2 separate regions of the Sus scrofa genome follow, and region 2 is linked to region 1. Evidence: chromatin contacts called from public promoter capture Hi-C data. All regions are on one chromosome and are shown on one strand. The core of a region is the stretch at or near the end of the contact, and the rest is flanking DNA. Distances in the headings are between cores, read along the strand shown. Region 1 holds the start of SNRPE (small nuclear ribonucleoprotein polypeptide E). Region 2 holds the start of PLEKHA6 (pleckstrin homology domain-containing family A member 6).

Evidence for each region. Promoter capture Hi-C pulls out the DNA fragments that hold promoters and counts their contacts.
Region 2: a promoter capture Hi-C map of liver shows a contact between it and region 1, with 3 times the contacts expected there. The contact joins the promoter of PLEKHA6 here to the promoter of SNRPE in region 1. A contact is called at or near these places in 2 of 5 promoter capture datasets (fetal skeletal muscle and liver) and 2 of 47 Hi-C or Micro-C datasets (fetal heart ventricle and retroperitoneal adipose tissue).

What each region holds. Positions count from the first base shown.
Region 1 is chr9:64,559,276-64,562,136 of Sscrofa11.1, reverse strand. It overlaps SNRPE (small nuclear ribonucleoprotein polypeptide E), which reads right to left and starts at 1,593. Exons shown (of 5, transcript NM_001097465.1): 1 at 1,520-1,593; 2 at 988-1,014. The coding sequence starts at 1,573.
Region 2 is chr9:65,025,984-65,028,919 of Sscrofa11.1, reverse strand. It overlaps PLEKHA6 (pleckstrin homology domain-containing family A member 6), which reads left to right and starts at 1,465. Exons shown (of 24, transcript XM_021063215.1): 1 at 1,465-2,286. The coding sequence starts at 2,204.

The DNA.
Region 1 (2,861 bases), core at 344-2,843:
AATAGACAAATACAGCTCCCAGAAAAACGGTAACATAGCAAAGCCAAGACTAGTTACTTAACAAGAAACATTCTAACTTAATAAATGCTATATCGGGACAGAGTTGTTAATAACTGTCCTGTTTTGGTACTCAATCATATTTCTACTGCCTCTGGGCTCTACACATTTAGAGTGAAAACTTGCGATAGGACTGCACAAAGATGTTTCTTATCTGCTATAGCAAAATCCAGTTCCAAGGCAGCTTTCTGTAAGTTCTCGGTTTTCCACCTCTCATACCTAATCACCAGGAGAGGGACCCTTGATTCTGGTGATTAAAAATTACAATGGCTATTTTTCCATTGTGTTGCCGCACTAAAATTTGTCAACAGCAACCACATTTCTTTGAGATAATTTAAACACTCTGCAGTGCCAAGTCAAATTCCAAGTACTAAAAATAACCCCAAAGGAAAAGAAGTTTCCACTGAATCCTCTGAACTTATCCCTCCCATCTTTCTTTTTTAGTGTCTTTTCAATACATAAGGGTGTGTCCCTCCATCCCCCTTCCCCACCCCTCACCCCCAGTACAAAACACACCATTTGGTTTAAAGCTGACTCAATTTTCTTCCAGTGTTTCATCCTAGTGGGAAGGGTTAAAGGTCCCAATGTTCTGGCCATGATCACTAAAAACAAAAGTAGCAATACCAGGATACCACTGTCACCTGAGCCAATAATTATTGGCTGTGCCTACAACTTTTTGAAATAAGTAATACTGGTCTTGCAAAGTAAAGACAACACAACTCTTTGCATGCTTGGACTTGGCATGGCTACACACAATTTTATCACATTAGAGCTTTCCCTGCACTCCTTCCCCTCAAATACCCTTCCAATCTCCAGTTTCATCTACTTTTAACTTTAGAACAGTGAACAGACAAGATAACACAAACAGCAAAATAAATTCACCCTTAACTTAAAAAGTAATTATGAAACAATTAACAATAAACAACTTACATTTTGCAAGTATCTGAAGATGAGGTTCTGCACCAGTGGTTAAGGAAAAATTTCATACATTCACAGACTCTACCCCCTGAAACTGGTCAATTCTACCCCCGCCTCACTTTTGTTTTCTGAACTCGAAGTCTGTGCCTATGCAACGAAAAGTGCCCAATTAGGCACACACTTAGAGCTCCCAGATATTGTAAACGACCCCTTCCACCCCATACTCTCCTGCAGTCTCTTCAGCACCAACATCTTCCTTTTGCCAGACGCCGCTAACTCCCGCCGTCACTCAGTACATAATTAAGATTGTCTTCCATCCGCACACCCCCACCATTTCTGTCTTTCCCACCGCAGGGGTCCGCCCAAGCCCACCTCCCACTCATCACCGACTCTTCAACTACCCGCGCTTTCTACCAGTCTCGAGCGCCCCGGAGGCTCATGGGATGAGGTGCTGCACTCCGCTCCCTCTGGCCTGCTCTTTCTGTTCCTTCGCCCCCCATTTCCTGGTCCGAACCTCCTAGTTTTCACATCCCGAGTAGGATACGATGGGCTGCACCATCACCTTCTGCACTTTCTGGCCCTGGCCACGGTACGCCATGGTGGAACCTCACAAAGGCCACACTACTTCGAAATGCAACTTCCGGAATAAGGAGCCGGAAGCGGAAATGCTCGGTGCTCGCGCGGTGACCTGGGCGGCTCCAGGGAAATACCTCTCTAGCCACACGGTTCCCGCTTATCTCTGTGCTCTATAGCATCCGGGGGAGGCCAAACTGAGTCGATGGCGTTTTGGAACATGGGTTGGTCCAACAGCGCCACCTGGAGTGTGGTGGAAGGAGGCGCAGAGCGGCTTCGGTTGCGCGTTGGCGGCTGCCGGGAGGGGCGGCTGATGAAGTGGCGCCACCGTGTCTTCATTTTCTGACTCTGCTTTAAGAGCCCAAACGTCCTGTTTGGCACCTTTGTCTGTGAAGTGAGTTAATTTAGTGCCTTTTTCTAAGGCCTATTTCCCTGGAAATTAGGCTTGATGGCACTGTTGTGGTGGACAGGGTAGGGCAGCAAGAAGCCCAAACTCAGAGCTCTCATATCTGACACTTTGAGCCACGATCTGAATTCAAAAGCCGGATGCTATGGGGAGTTCCCATTGTAATAAACCGGACTAGTATCCATGAGGACGCAGGTTTGATTCCTGGCCTTGCTCAGTGGGTTAAGGATCCCACGTTGTGGTGATCTGCTGTGTAGGCCCCAATTTTTTTTTTTTTTTTTTTTTTTTTTTTTGCTTTTTTAAGGCCGCGCCCGGGGCATATGGAAATTCCCAGACTAGGGGTGGACTCAAAGTCACAGCTGCCGGCCTACACCACAGCTGCTGGATCAGAGCCTCGTCTGTGACCTACACCACAGCTCCCGGTAACGCTGGATCCTTAACCCACTGAGTGAGGCCAGGGATCGAACCTGTGTCCTCATGGATACCAGTAGGATTTGTTTCCACTGAGCCATGAGGGGAACTCCCATGCAGCCACTTTTATTTATTTATTTATTTTTGCATCCACTTTTAATCTGACACAAAGACCCAAGTAAAAATTGGCAATGGATGTGAACAATCAGTATAGCAAAGGAAATGTAAATGATCTTCAAACAGATGAAAACATGTTCGACTTCACTTGTTATAAGAGAAATGGAAACTAAATTACAATAAATTGTTTTCCCTCATTGGATTGGCAAAGATCAAAAAGGGGTTGGTAATGTGGATTATTAAACTCTACTTCTAGGTATTTAATCCTACAGATGAACTTATACATGTGAGGTAATCATTACAGCACTGTTTAAAATACCAAGATGGCAAAAACAACCTAAATGTCTATCAACAGAAACCAGCTCAATTATGGCATGTT
Region 2 (2,936 bases), core at 216-2,715, 470 kb before region 1:
CGGAACTGGAAGGGGATCCTCACCTAAGCTTCTCAGGTGCGGCTCTGCTTCACCATCAAATGCAGCTTTCTTTACTAGAAACACTTAGGATCTGAGAAAGGAGAAAAGAGTTGCATATTATGGGGTTTTGCTTCCCTTTGCATGTGGAGAACGGACTCAACTTAAACCTGGAGCCAGCACTCAGCTGTATATGCTGGCAGAGTGAATTTCCAGTGCTGGAGGTAGGATGATGTCATGGAAAGAGCTCTGGCCTGGATGTTGGGGAGGCAGATCCTTGCTCAGTGACCGGAACCTTCCCTTCCCTTCTTTGTGCTTCTGTTTCTCATGGTTCAAACAAGAGGCTTGGCCAATATGTTCTTTGTGGCATCTTCTGGCTTCACTATCTATCAGATGCATACACTTTACACCGTCTAGGTTGAGCACTGGAGATACCTGGGAAGGCTCACTAGTTGTTTCTTTTTCCAGAAAGTTCTCCCTACACACACACCCTGATGTTGCTGATGGTTATATTTATCAGGCCCCCAAATAAGGTCCAAAAGTACAGGACTATGGTTAGAGTTAAGGGCCATTTCTACGACAGTATCAGTCTTTCATTAAATATGAATCAGGTGCTCCAGGTAGATGCCGGGGCTAAAAAGATGAATAAAATAGCGCCCCTGAAGACGACAGGTAAGTAAACCAAGGATCGCATTACAGTGTGATAAACTCCCTTGTAGCGTTACTAATAAGGCTCCGTGACACATAGAGGATGGACATGTAAATTTACCTGGGGTGGAATCAGAGTGGCTTCCAGGAGGAGGTGACACGTAGGTGGATCCTGAAGGGATGAGTAGAAATTACCGAAGTGGAACAGGCATTAAATCCCTTAGAATGCTTACAATAAGTGTGCTCACGCAGCAGACACTAGCCAACTGCCATGCGACACATTGCTTCCTTCAAAGACAGGTGTCTCTCCTATTGTCTAACTATTCCCTTGGGTCTGACACAAGGGTTCAAACAGTGTGCATCTACTCGGAGCCCCAGTGGCAGGTCCTGGGTAAATTGAGAAAGCTGCCTGGAGTCCAACTTTGATACAGACCGGGGACTGCAGACCCATGGGCTCCAGCAATACCATTTTTCATATGCCTGTATTGAATGCCAGCAACCTGTATTCTATACACAAGACACATTTCCTCCTTTCTCTCTCTTTTTTCCTTTGCTCTTTCGTTTTCCGGTGTAAATTAGGGATCAGGGATATAAAAGATGCCGTCTTCTGAGTGTTTCTAAGGTCTCACCCTGATTCTTCTTAGTCATGGCCAACTTCTTGGAGGAAGCGCTCAGAAAGAAAGGTAAGGGCTGGTTTAACTAATTAGGCTGACATCTTAAGGGGCCCCTTGCTCCTTTCACCCGTGTCACCCTTCCCTGCATTTGACCTTTGTTCCTCTACTAACCTCCCGCCAAGTAGAACCAGGTTTGCTCACTTCCCCTTTTCCGGTCAGTGGGTGGACATGTCCCTCAGGTTCGTGCTTCCAAGCTCTTTCAGCCGAACTGGTTCCTCCGCGCCCATCGCCGGGACTTGGGGTTCCCGCCGGGCTGCGGCGAATTCTCCCGGCTGTGAATTACCCTCGGAGCGGCCGCTGGGCTCCGCCTTCTGCTCGCCCGACCGGCGGTCGAGCGCAGGCTTGGAGCTGGGAGCGCGGAGGCAACACCCTCGCTCGCACACGGCAACCTGCTCCCTTCGGGGAGGGATCCTCCGGCTCGCGCTCCCGCTCGCTCGGCCCCGCCGGCTGCCCGGCCGCGGGGAGCAGAGGGGACCGAGCCCTCGGCGCTGCCGGTGAGCAGTCCCGGCGAGAGGAGCGGCAGGATTACTCATGCGCTAATTGCCGGTCATTAAGTTAAGGAGACGTCCGGAGGGGAGCGCAGACTCCCGGAGGCAGGAGGTGTCTGGGGCCGGCTCCGCCTCGCACGCTGAGCTCGCTCGGCCCGGCCAGGGTTAAGTCTTCGGCTCCCTGCTGCCCGGCTGGCGGCCAGCTGCCTTCAGTGAGAGGCCAGAGTCCCTGCCAGGGAGCCGGGAGGCACGCCGCGGGCCAGGCTGGACCGCATCGGGCCCCTCCCCCATCACCGCCTCGAGGAGGAGCAGAAAGTGGGGGGGGGGGTGCGTGGTCGGCGCCCCCAGCCCGGCGCCCGGGTGGGCAGAGAGCCAGAGGGGCTGCGGGACACCGAGATGGCCGATGAGATTGACTGGCTGGACTTGCCCGGCCGGTGGACCTACGGAGTTGACCGCGGTGGGAGAGTCTTCTTCATCAAGTATGTGGATCTGTCTCATTCTCTCTCTCTCTTTTTTAAAAAAAGTTGTTCAACTTGAAAGGCAGCAGGGCTGGGGGCTGGCAGGAGAGGGTGGGGGGGGAGCGGTGGCAGGAACAGCAGGCATGACTAATAAGTTTATCACTGTGCCTGTTTGAATGTGTCTCCCGCCTTTTCCCCAGTAGGTCAAAGTCCAGCAGAGGCTCAGCATTCCCTGCCCCTGAGAAAGGCAGGGCAGGGCAGGTGCTGGCCTTCCCCTTTCTCCTGGTCACAGACGGACTGGGGGACCCTGAGGAGGAAGGCTAGACCTGGTGGCCAGCCTGCAGTTTTTTCCTTTCCGCTTCAGCCACTTGAAAGGGCCAGGCGTGAGTTCTTGCTTTCTTGTGCCCACCGCCCCTTTGCTACCCGAAGATGTGGAATAAATGACAACATACCAGGAGACTCTGCCTCTAACCACCCACCAGTTCCCTGAATTCCTTCACCCCAGGACTCAGGGTTCACCAGGTGGCAGCCCTTCTCCTTTCTTTATGGGGCTGTGGTCAAGGGGAAGAAGATGCTCATAGTACATTTGGCATTCTTGAGAGAGAAGGAGGCTTTGCAGCTCTCAGTAATATATTAGTGCTGTGATATTAATTTCATAAGCCAAAATGACT